Linked DNA regions of Mus musculus: region 2 is linked to region 1. A link is a contact called in public Hi-C data. All regions are on one chromosome and are shown on one strand. The core of a region is the stretch at or near the end of the contact, and the rest is flanking DNA. Distances in the headings are between cores, read along the strand shown. Region 1 overlaps Papss1 (3'-phosphoadenosine 5'-phosphosulfate synthase 1). Region 2 has its middle 120 kb from the start of Gm29865.

Region 1 (6,469 bases), core at 2,299-4,798:
CCCTCCATCTCTTGCTCTGGATTGATGTGTGCTGGCATATCACAGGTTCTGTGCCTCTGTGTTTCTCACTGGCCATGGGCATAAGCTCCTGCTCTGCCCTCCTCACCAGTGCGTAGTGCCATCCTGTGCCATGTATTTGGCTGTTCTGGTAGGGATAGTGTGACGCTGACCATCTTCATAGGATTATTTGCCATCAGTGTATTTTCAGTGAGGCGTCCATCCAGGGCTGTCTCTGTAGCTGCTGCTGCTGCTGGTTTTAGGTTTGTTTCCTACCTCTGTCAAGGAAGTCAGAGGTGCTGTGGGGACTGCATTGGATCTGTAAGTTGCTTTGGAAAGGATGTGCATTTAAACAACCTTCTTTGAACCGATGCACGCAGGTTTTGTTTTTCTTGTGTTTTAAGGTTTCTTGCTGATTTTGGAGAACAGTCTTTTGTTTGTTTGTTTTCAAAGACTTTTTCCTAGGCGATGGCTGTGTCCTCTTATTCTCTTGAGAATTTTTTTTTTATTTTGAATAATGAGGCATTGCTTGGGCACATGTATGAAAAGCCCACAGTTGGTTGTAATTTGTGTGCTAACAGAGATGATCTGACAGACTCGATGTTAAAGAGTTAAAGTGGTCAAACCTATTTAGAATTCTGTAGAGCACAGTAACATGTTAGGAGCAAGCCTGGTAAAGCTCTCCTAGTAGCAGTCTAAGAGGCTATGCTGTATCATGCACACACTTCCACGTGCCTGCAAACAAACGCTTCTCTCTGCTCTCTGTGCTCACACACACAGTTCATGGAGGATGAGCAGCAACGAAGCCTGGCTCACTCTCATACTTGGAACTTTGCAGAAGTCCAGACTATTTCATGCGGGATCAAAAAAATATTAGTTTTCAATGACTGTGAGAGGAATTTGACTCATTCTAGGATATTAATTTTATGAATAAAATGGTGTTTTAGTGACACTAAGGATAAAGGTACACATGGAAAATGGAATTTTCATGGTTGTTTCATGTTTGAAATCTTTGTCGCATTGTATCTGGGATCAGCTCTGTTTACAGTTGCCTGTTCTGACACAGAGTAGATTTTAGGAATTTATTCCTTCCCACTAGATCATGGAACATGATATTGACTTCTTGAGAGTAGGTGTTACTGGGGAGTAGACCAGTTAATATTAGAGAAGTTGAAGAAGGAATGTGGCCCGAAAGCCCCCTTTCCATCAGAAATGCTTACTTTTCTTGGTCTCTTAAGGCTAACTGCACTGTTGGATGAAATGTCTAATTTCCCTCTTGTTGCTGTGAAGGACATCGTCCCTGTGGATGCTTCCTATGAAGTGAAAGAGCTATATGTGCCAGAGAATAAACTTCACTTGGCCAAAACTGATGCAGAAGCCTTACCAGCCCTGAAAATCAATAAAGTAAGTTCTCTTTTGCTTCTTAGAGCAAGGGACGCAGCCTCCTGTGGAGCTGTTAGCATGATGAATGGGGTGGGGTTGGGGGGAGGCTTAGCCTTGTGTCTGAAGCCAGGGTAGCAGTAGCAGGGTCAGGGTGTTGTGGTGTATATCATAGTTCGCAAGGATGGGCAGTGTGTTTAATGGGGTACAATATTCCCACATTACCGTGACTTTGATTTGCTTTTAGTTACATTTGTTTATTTTGAAATATCAAAGGACAAAGAGTATGTGAGATTTGGGGGGCATAAGAGAAAGGATTGTTTCTAAAGCATTAAGAAATGCTAATCCATAATAATTAAAATGAACTTTTACTCTTTTAACATGTTTCTCAATTTCCTGCTCAACACTTGACTCTCCCTTATATGAAGAAAAATGGACAAATTAGGAATGGTTCTGTTGTACATCTCTGCCTAATGGTATCATCGGGTGCCTTTCTTAATTAACAGCCACTGAGCTAAACTAGACAGGATGAGAGAGGAAGCCATAACTTAGTCTCAAATCTTAGGGAACTTTAAATTGTACAATTTCTACATATTTTAAAAACAGATATAAAAGAAAAAAACAAGGAGAACCCCACATAGGTATAGGATAAGTGTACGGAGTAGAAGTTGGCTTTTCCTTCAGCCCTTCGTTCATAAGAACAAGATTCTAGAATACTTAAGGACGTGTCCTCTCAGTACTGAGGATGCAGAACTGGACTCAGCCTGGCCAAAGACTCTTCCATGGTGTTGAGAGCTTTGGTAGGCGTCAGACTTGATGGGTTTTCGTGGTTGGGTCCCGTCAGGGAGAGACGGGATAAAGCAGAGCCCTCCCGGCCGCTGCGGTGGAGGAACGGGCGTCTGTACAGACAGAGGGGAAGAGAGAGCTATCTGTGGGTGTATTGGACTGTGGAAGCCTAATGGAAACTTCTTTCAGCCCAGAAGGTTTCAGCTCTGTTCTGTTTACCCACAAGACGCGCTTCCTCACAAGTCCTCTCTGGTCATGGAAGGCTAAGGCTTCAACCTAAGACCTTTGCAGGGATACAGGCTCCTCACAGAGGCCAGCTAGGGTTGAGACAAGGAATAACCAGTGTCATGGCTTAGGGAAGCTAAGTAAGGGGAACTTGCAAGTGGAGAAAGCGTCTCCACAAACAGTTTCTCCTGTGAGTTGAGGCTGTACAATTCCTCGTGTCTCCTTGCACACACTGGGCAACAGGCTTTGGGAATAAATGTGAGACTCTGTTTTACTCCACACAATTGGCCATGTGCTCAGCCTTCTCTCATTGGGGAGCCGTTGCCGAATGACATATGCGGTTCACAAGTTCTTGAGTGCTCTGAGGGGATGTACCACAGGCCCTGAGGTTAAAAGCAATAGTGATCTTTGTAAGGTGAAGGCCCTGGGAGAGAGACTGTTGTAAATATTTTGTTTAAAGTATTTTTTGATTTAGGATAGTGACTATCAGCATGGAGTTTTCAGATCTTCACTGTCTACAGTTCTGGGAACTTGGCAGAATTGTAAAATTTCCATTGCCTTGGAAATTAAATGTGATGCAATCTGCATTTGTTTGTTTGCTTTGAGACAGGCCCTTAGCATACAGCCTGACTGGCCAGAGACTTACCATATATACCAGGCCACATTGAATCACAGCAATCTGCCTACCTCTCCCAAGTTTGCACCCCCAAGCCCATCTAGCAATATGTGTTGTAACACCCCTCTCATAAGCTGCCTGACACACATTGATGCTTGAGGTCCACTGGAGAGGCCGTCCCTGGTAGAAGTGTGTCGGGTGATGTGTTATGAATATGCTAGAGAAAAGCTTGTTCTCCTAGAGTTCTTAGTTTTTCCTCGGTTTGTAGGATCCACAACCATCACTGCTATGTCTGTCCCCATTACTTTCCAGCTGAAATGTATCACTTTTTACTGCTTGGGTTCATAAACACTGGAAATAAGTTGTTGTTTTTTTTACTGTCTCATTTACTAGGTGGATATGCAGTGGGTGCAGGTTTTGGCAGAAGGTTGGGCGACTCCTCTGAACGGCTTCATGAGAGAGAGGGAGTACTTGCAGTGCCTCCATTTCGATTGTCTTCTGGATGGTAAGATAGTCCACGTCAAAAATTGAGTTGTGTGTGGAGGAGGCATGGCATGGTTTAAAGTATTTGTCACGTCTCGTAAAGGTAGTCATGGCGCCTCTCTCAGTAGAGCTGTCATGAAGACTAAGCTGTTTTCGTTCTGAACACTTTGAGTGAACCGTGGGATCTCGTTTCCACTTTCCCTCCCCGTGAGTGTTATTCATTGTGGGGGCAGAAGGACAGAAAGTGAATCCTGAAAGCACATTGTTTCCCTGTGCCACGCTAGCCTGCCCACCGTGGTGAGCTGCCTCCCTCAGGGCACACGTCTGGAACCATTGCTCTCCGAAGCCTGTGGAGTCAGGGGCTGTTTTGTTTCTGTGTTTGTTTTCTGTAAAGATTAAATATTATATTGATTGTCCTCCTTGGAGTTAGCTGTTTGACTCAGCCTGGAATTTAATGCAAATTGGCTTATTGCTTTTTCATCTTAATTCCTAGTAATGTCATAATTTTTAGGAGTTTTATAATTCCTAGTCATTTTGGAAGTACATACAGATTCATTCATGGCTGACAACTTTTTCCAAATATTTTTTGTTCATGATTTTTTACACGTATAATTATTTTAATATATAAATTCAAATAGGAATCTGACAGTGCATTTTATCATATGTTATAGTGACTTATACACACACACACACACACACACACAGATGGACGTGGTGGCAGGTCACATACCTTCAATCCTAACACAGGCCAAGAAAAGTAGATCTCTGTGAGTTTGAAGCCAACCTTACATAGATAGCCAGTTCCAGGACTTCCAGGGCTCAGTAAAGAGAATCTACGGCAAAAGACAAAACCAAACCAAACCAAACAACAACAAAAAACCCAGAGTAAAACAAAACATCCACATCGTCGCAGGCTGGGAACGGAGACGGTGCCTTGGGCTCACTGGTAACACAGTTTAGATTAATTGGAGCCACTGATTGCTGCTTTTGTTTCTTGGCCAGTGACAGCTGACATTGGTTTGATTCTGACGGTAATAAGAGTGTAATTAAAAAGGGGGAGGGCTGGGTAAGTGGCTCCTTGGTTAAGAGCCTTGCTGTAAAGCAGGAACCTGAGTCCAGATTGCTAAGACCTTGTAAAAGCTGGGCGTGGCCCTGTGTGCCTGTGAGCCCAGCGCCAAGGAGTGGAAAGGCAGATCCTGGGAGCGTGGTGGCCAGCCAGCCCTCCTGGAATGCCAGTGTAATGAGAGACTCTGTCTCAAGGGAACAAGGTGGGAGGCAGTCATAGAGCATGACACCCAGCATCCACCCCTGGGCTAAGCATACACCTACTCACATGCACACAGCACACACGCACTAAGGAAGTGAATAAGTAAAGGTAGATACCTTTGTCATGCAGGTGCACTCAGGGATACACATAGTGATTTAAATCTTTTCAGTAAAGATTTAATTTTCCTTCCAAAGAAATAGAGTTCTTGGTCTAATTCATTTAATGGGATGTACAGATTATTACTATTTTTTGTTTTTTTTGTTTTTATGAGACAGGGTTTCTCTGTGTAGCCCTGGATATCCTGGAACTCACTCTGTAGACCAGGCTGGCCTCGAACTCAGAAATCCGCCTGCCTCATAAATTGTTTCTTTTATATTTATAATTCTGTATTAATCTTTTTCTCAAGGACAGTTAGTTGACTTGTAAGAATTAGTATCTGATATAATGTTAGTCCCTTTTTTCCTTTTTTATTTAATATTTTCTTTATTTACATTTCAAATGTTATCTCCTTTCCCCATTTCCCACCCTCCCGGAAACACCGTATCACATCCTCCCTCCCTCTGCTTCTATGAGGGTGTTCCTCCACCCACCCACCCACTCCCACCTCCCCACCCTCGATTCCCCTACACTGGGGCTTCTATACAGCCTTCATAGGACCAAGGACCTCTCCTCCCATTGATGCCTGACAAGGCCATCTTATGCAACATATGCAGCTGGAGTCATGGGTACTCCTTCGTTGATGGCTTAGTCCTTGGGAGCTCTGGGGGGTCTGGTTGGTTGTTATTTTATTCTCCTATGGGGTGGCAAACCCCTTCAACTCCTTCAGACCTTTCTCTAACTCCTCTATTGGGGTCTCTGCACTCAGTCCAATGATTGGCTGCTAATATCTGTCTCTGTATTTGTAAGGCTCTGGCAGGGCCTCTCAGGAGACAGCCATATCAGGCTCCTTTCAGCATGCACTTCTTGGCATCCACAATAGTGTCTGGGTTTGGTAACTGTATATGGGATGAATCCCCAGGTGGGGCAATCTCTGGATGGTCTTTCCTTTAGTCTCTGCTCTACACTTTGTCTCCATATTTGCTCCTGTGAGTATTTTGTTCTCCTTCTAAGAAGGACGGAAGCACCCACACTTTGGTCTTCCTTCTTCTTGAGCTTCATGTGGTCTGTGAATTGTATCCTGGTTATTTGGAGCTTTTGGGCTAATATCCACTTATCAGTGAGTGCATACCATGTGTGTTCTTTTGCAATTGGGTTACCTCACTCAGGATGATATTTTCTAGTTCTGTTCATTTGCCTAAGAATTTCATTAATTCATTGATTTTAATAGCTGAGTAGTATTCCATTGTGTAAATGTACCACATTTTCCGTATCCATTCCTCTATTGAGGAACATCTGGGTTCTTTCCAGTTTCTGGCTATTATAAATAAGGCTGCTGTGAACATAGTGGAGCATGTGTCCTTATTACCAGTTGGAGCATCTTCTGGGTATATGCCCAGGAGTGGTATAGCTGGGTCCTCAGGTGGTACTATGTCCAATTTTCTGAGGAACCGCCAGACTGATTTCCAGAGTGGTTGTACCAGCTTGCAATCCCACAAGCAGTGGAGGAGTGTTCCTCTTTCTGCACATCCTCGGCAGCATCTGCTGTCACCTGAATTTTTGATCTTAGCCACTCTGACTGGTGTGAGGTAGAATCTCAGGGTTGTTTTGATTTGCAT
Region 2 (6,469 bases), core at 1,007-3,506, 170 kb after region 1:
ACCTTTCACCAGTCCGAATGGCTAAATTCAAAAACTCAGGTGACAGCAGATGCTGGTGAGGATGTGGAGAAAGAGGAACACTCCTTCATTGCTGGTGGGATTGCAAGCTTGTACAACCACTCTGGATATCAGTCTGGCAGTTCCTCAGAAAATTGGACACGAGGACCCAGCACTACCACTTCTGGGCATATACCCAGAGACGCTCCAACATGTAATAAGGACACATGCTCTACAATGTTCATAGCAGCCTTATTTATAATAGCCAGAAGCTGGAAAGAACCCAGATGTCCCTCAACAGAGGAATGGATGCAGAAAGTGTGATACATTTACACAATGGAGTACTACTCAGCTATCCAAAAGATGAATTCATGAATTTCTTAGGCAAATGAATGGAACTAGAAAACATCATCCTGAGTGAGGTAACCCAATCACAAAAGAACACACATGGTATGCACTCACTGATAAGTGGATATTAGCCCAGAAGCTCGGAATACTTAAGATACAATTCATAGACCACATGAAGCTCAAGAAGATGGAAGACCAAAGTGTGAATACTTTGATCCTTCTTAGAAGGGGGAACAAAATACCCACGGAAGGAGTCACAGAGACAAAATGTGGAGCAGAGATTTTAGGAAAGGCCATCCAAAGACTACCTCACCTGGGGATCCATCTTATATACAGTCACCAAACCCAGACACTATTGTGGATGCCAACAAATGCTTGTTGACAGAAGCCTGATATAGCTGGTTCCTCTACCAATGCCTGACAAATACAGAGGTGGATGCTCTCAGTCTCCCATTGGACTGAGCACAGGATCCCCAATGGAGGAGCTAGAGAAAGGACCCAAGGATCTGAAGGGGTTTGCAGCCCCATAGGAGGAGCAACAATATAAACCAACCAGTACCTCCAGACCTCCCAGGGAATAAACCACCAACCAAAGAGTACACATGAAGGGACTCATGTCTCCAGCTGCATATGTAGCAGAGGGTGGCCATGTCAGTCATCAATGGGAGGAGAGGCCCTTGGTCCTGTGAAGGTTCTGTGCCTCAGTGTAGGAGAATGCCATGGCCAGGAAGGGGGAAGTGAGTGGGTTGGTGAGCAGGAGGAGGAGGGAGGAGATAGGGGGGTTTTGGAGGGGAAACTAGGAAAGGGGATAACATTTAAAATGTAAATAAAGAAAATATCTAATAAAAAAGAAACCAAACAAACAAACAAACAAACAAAGAGTCTACAAATGAAGAATGAGCCATCTTATACACAGACTCAGTCTTTGGGTATTTCTATGTTGAGAAGAAGTCCTAAAAATACCACAGATTACATTTGTGATCCAATTTAGATGGGGCTTATTGTCAAAGCAGATCATTACTGAATAACACTAGGAGAAGGCACTTGAACTCTTTTCAAGGGAAGCTGTTTATGTTCAGACAGAAGTTAAAGCCATCTTCTTTGTGTGCGTTGCATCCTAAAACACACTCTGAGTACCACAGCCTTCTAAGTTGAGTTGGCTTGGCTATGTACTGCATTAAAAAAATAATCTATCTTAACTATTATTTAGATTGATTCTTTCCTTAAGATTTGCTTTAATTTTAATTATTTGTATGCACATATGTATGTGTGGGTCATTTGCCTATATGAGAGTGGGTACCCATGGAGGCCAATAGAGAGTGCTGCATACCTTGAAATTGGAGTTGTGAGCCATGTGGTATGTGTACTCTGAACTGAACTCAGGTCTCCTTTGAGAGCAGAACTCAGTCTTATGTGCTGAGTCACCTCTCTAGTTCTTGTTTGGAATGGTTCTGGAAACTACCCATTGTGAGATCTCCATCTAATCCTTACTGAAGCAGAAGTGCTCAGGGGTGACAGGACACAGAGCACAGTTTGGAGTTTTCAGAGGAATGGAGAGCTGTTCTAGAAGTCTCCTAAGAATACATTTTCCCTTGATGCGACTTCACCGTCTCCTGCCCATGGCATCTGGTATATCACAGATAAAGTGGTTTATGATGACTCTTTCACACACTGTGAAAGCTTCAGGATAAGTAACGTATATGAAATAGATAAGTACAGAAGACTCCATCTGAAAAATGACCAACAACAGGGATGCTCGAGCTATTTTAAGATTAAAAGAAAGCCAGGATCTACAAATCCACATTGCAGCTGGCTTCAGCAGTTGCTCTCTTGCCTCCTGGCACCTAGATGCATTGGTGAATTCCACAATGTTTGCACAAAGTGCCTATTAAACTTATTTTTAAGGAGGTGATTTGTGTTGAGGGGTTTGAAGGGCAAAAACTGTTGGAAAGGAAGTAAACACATCAAGTGTGGTCACACTCCTTAAAATGAAGTTTATAAACTTGAATAGGGTTTCCAGGAAACACAGGGAAACTATGGTCTCTATCATTGACCTGATGGCTGTCCAGAAGAGGACAACAGCCTGACAGCAGTCTTTTTTCAATTAGTTGTAACACACAGTGGACTGACTATCAAAATATTATGCCTTCATCTGCATTCTCACTTAAAATCACAGGGATGTAATGGTCCACATTTCTAGCCCATTCCAGCCGTCAATGAGTAGAAAAGCCCCCCAAACCATGCAATGTGAATTTCCTATCATAATAGAGTGAAAATTAATTCTGCTATTAATTCTCCCAGATAGGGCAATGTGGACAGACATTTAGCAATGAGTTATATTCTCAGTCTGCTTTTTTTCTAACATGCTATGAAAGATAGATTCATAAACAAACATCGAATATACCAGACTCCATGCTCCCCAATAAATCTTCATTATTTTAGTTCCTGCTCTGGGCCAAAAGAATGTTTTGCAATGTTTACAGATTTTTTTTTGGTAATCATTTTTATTTCTGTCACAGATAGGAACATATAATCCCTGTTCTCATGCTGGGGCCCAGGAACCATTATCAGTATTCAATTTCCAGTTTAATAAAATGTATATTTTTACTGGAAGATCCCAACCAAATTAATTGTTTTGGAACATAAACCATGGTAGGTGTGACATAGTTCCTCAATCCCTACTTGTTCTTTGAATCCATGTTGTTTTTGGGTGAGCAGAGTATGGCTAACAGTGAGTGTTCACTGTTAGGAAGTCAGAGAGCCTTTGTGATGTGATACCATGGTTGCATCAGGAAAAGGGGTTCAGCTACCTCACCTGGGTGGAAACCCCATGAGATGGAGAGATGACAGAGTGACAGGGATGAGGGGATGAGCTATGCCCTCTGCAGTGAGAAAATGTTGCACAATTTAGCTCACATCTTTCAAGATAAATTGGTCTCTGTGGCACAGATTATAAACTTGTGCTCAATGCTAGATGTGGTGGCGAAATGAAGAAAGGAATCAGTTGTTTCTTGTTCTCTATGTTTGTATGATTTTCACTACATATGCAAAGTAGGTACCAGATCTGGGAATGCAATTTTTTTTTGCTGGTTTTTCTTTCCTTCCTTCCTTTTTCTCATTAATTAATTTATTCACTTTATATCCCAATCACAGGTGCCCCTCTCTCCTCCCCTTCCAGTCCCACCCTCAAAAACCCCTTCTCCCATTACCCTCTTTGGCCAGCATGTCACAGTGTCCGGGGAAACTCCCATGCCCTGTGACAAGACTTGCCATTACTCCCTTCCAACCTCTATTTCTGTTTCTCTCCCCCTCCCCCTCCCCCTCCCTCTCTCCCCTACCCTGTCCCTTTCCCTCCCCCTCTCTTCCTTCTCCTCCCCCTCTCCCCTCCCCCCGTCTTGTATGGCAGTCTAATATTGGTTTGTAATTCCAGTTGCATCTATAGGCTATGTGTCCTGGAGGATTTATGATATGACATATAATGTAATAGTTTAAGACATGACATTTTGCACATTTTGTAGAGAGAATGTATTTCTCCATATTCAGCCAAGTATGGACTGAAAATATTTGAAAAATTAAATGTGTCAGTATTAACTCATGCAGGCTATTTTTGTCTTCCATAAGCAGTGCATTATAACAACTATTGATATATAACATTTGCATATATATTTTCTTCTTACATTTCTTTTCTGAAAAGGCAATTTATGGAATTTGTACATCCTTTATCTCTAGCTAGAAAAAAAATGAGGGTGGTAAGGCTGAGCTGTTGGACTCGGCTCTCCCTACTTGGGCTTCTTATCCTAATTCATTTCTGAATTTAAAAGCCACAGTTCTATGATTCTGACTGTAGGACTCGGGTTTAGAAATTAAGAACAGCTGTGTGTTACCAGAACTCGCTCTACAGTGTTCATGGAATGTATATTATATTTTCCCTCTGACCTCATTGGAAGCCTCTGGAAGAATAATGCACACCTGTCTGTCAGTTTCAGAATAAACAAGAATGATCAAGAAACCTTATTTCACAACTAGTCAGATACTGCATTCAAGTTTAAAATTTCACTATTTCACACAGCTTTATTGAAGACAGCAGTTGACTGCAGGCCATGGAAGGGGAGTGACTCACATTCACGTTCCAGTAAGGATGTAACTTGACCATTAGGCAAAGTCTATGAAAGCTAGTATGTCTTTGCAAAACCTTAACCCAAACTTGGATCTGCTATAAAATATACAAACAGGGGAGAATGAGCACTCTCCATCTTGGGATCCTGGGATGGAGAGACATGTGCTCATATTTAACAGACTTTAACATTGACCCTTTGGACTCATTCCTCCTCTCTCTAAAACAAAACCAAAGAATCCTTCCATGACCTAGGAATGACTTTCTGTAAATGTGCATTTTACTGATAAGTTATAAATAGTTTATGGTGATTTTAAATTAAAACCAGAAGTTAAATTTGGAACATGGAAAAGATAAATAAGTTGAGGCTCAAACATTGAGCATCTTAAACTGCCTTATTATATATCACATCCACGATTCTCTGGGAATACTCTTGGGCTCTGGTCGGAGCTATTCTTAGCAGAGCCTGGGTCTGCTCTGATAGCAGGAGTCTGAGTCTTTCGCTCTAGCAATTTCATAGTCATTGAAGCTGTTTAAATTGAAACGCCCACTCTGGCTCTCACATGAATAATTGTTAATGATGTGATACTTAAAAGTGGGAGCTTAAGTCCCACGGCATTTGGGGAGATTTCAGTAGATTGAAATGTGGTCCAAAGTGTAGCTAGTTACATAGTGGTGCTGTTTATAATGCTTGCGAGGGAGAAATAATCACATCTGAGGCTGAGAATGGGCGGAAGCCTGGAAGTAGCTGAGTGTGCTAATGACTGATGGAAGAGAGGGCTTAGATGAGGAGGGATGCTAGGAATGAAGGCCCATGGGCTTCAAGTATTGGTCCCTCTACACCAGAGATACTGTGTTCTGAAGGAAATATCAGGAGCTTGGCGAAAGTGCAGGCTTTCATGTTAAATTGAACCTCTTCCATTTTCTTTTTTGCAAGTGTGACTTTTGGTAAATTGCTGGACTTCTCTCTTAGTTTTTCCAAAATTAAAAATACAGTTCTCAAAGTATTTTACCAGATCACCATTAAAGGATAAAACACAGTATACCATTACCGTATAGTAGGTGCTCACAAAAATGTGTTTCATGTAGGAGGCAATAATGAAGTGATTTGATGTTCTTCCTTTATTATTTAGTAGCTCTATAATAAGACCATTAGTTTTTTTTTAAAGTCACTGTTCTATCATGTGTGAAAGAGAAAAGACTCACACTGAAGATCTGAGAAACAAAGAGAATTAATGTTTATAACATGCAAGCATATTACCTGTGAGTCTTTACATGGTGGCTCTAATTACAATTAACCAAACAAACATAGCAGTGGAGAATGAATGATGCCGCTGGGCATTGTTCTGTTTCAGGTTTGCTGACAGAGTGCCTACGTCCAGACTGAAGTCACGCTTTTTGTCCGGTGACTGTAGAATAAAACAAACTAGCTATTAGGTATTGTTTGCCAAACAGGAACAAAGGCTTTTGGAACCTGGAAAGGATGCCGAGGTGGGGCTTGGACATTTTATGGGGATGACTAGTAAGAACTACTCTGCTCAAATAAATAGTTCACCTTGGGTTTTAAGATGCTCTGGGGCAATGGAGCATGAGATTAAACCCCGAGGACCCAGCACCTCTGGAATTTCAAAGCCAGCTCAGCATCGCAGTGGTGGATTTCCTGTCCCATGTTTAGTCTCTCCAGGAAGAAGCTCCAGCATTCATTCTGTTCATTACAGACCTTGCTCTGGCCTTCACAAATCCTGGCTCCAGAATGCTAGGGTCTCTTGCGCGTGCTCGACTGGCCAGGAAGAACGACGCTGCAACAGGATCCTTCTGCACACGTTTATTGGGAGAGCTTGATTGTAGAAGCGAAAAGACCCTGAGCCCAGAACTGGTGCTGCTTACATAGGCCTAGGAGAGGCGTGTCTCACATCTGATTGGTTAACTTGTCTCTCATCTTGGCAAAAGAACCTTCACTGCCTATGTATGTGTGGTGGCCAGCAGTAGCCAACTGCCACTCTGCAACTG

Evidence for each region. Hi-C and Micro-C count contacts between places; a contact is called where the count stands out from the background.
Region 2: a contact with region 1 is called in a Hi-C map of uterus, with 2.6 times the contacts expected there. The contact joins two enhancer-like sites. A contact is called at or near these places in 4 of 484 Hi-C or Micro-C datasets (all in uterus).

Annotation. Positions count from the first base shown.
Region 1 is chr3:131,598,578-131,605,046 of GRCm38.p6, forward strand. It overlaps Papss1 (3'-phosphoadenosine 5'-phosphosulfate synthase 1), which reads left to right. Exons shown (of 12, transcript NM_011863.2): 6 at 1,288-1,401; 7 at 3,398-3,509. Among named protein-coding and RNA genes, the nearest start is that of Gm36917, 14 kb to the left of the region's middle. Within about 2 kb of position 3,549, at least 19 of the 459 cell types and tissues checked have an H3K27ac peak or open chromatin away from gene starts, as enhancers often do. A contact at or near this core is called in uterus, where this site is marked.
Region 2 is chr3:131,767,880-131,774,348 of GRCm38.p6, forward strand. No RefSeq gene overlaps it. Among named protein-coding and RNA genes, the nearest start is that of Gm29865, 120 kb to the right of the region's middle. Within about 2 kb of position 2,257, at least 6 of the 459 cell types and tissues checked have an H3K27ac peak or open chromatin away from gene starts, as enhancers often do. A contact at or near this core is called in uterus, where this site is marked.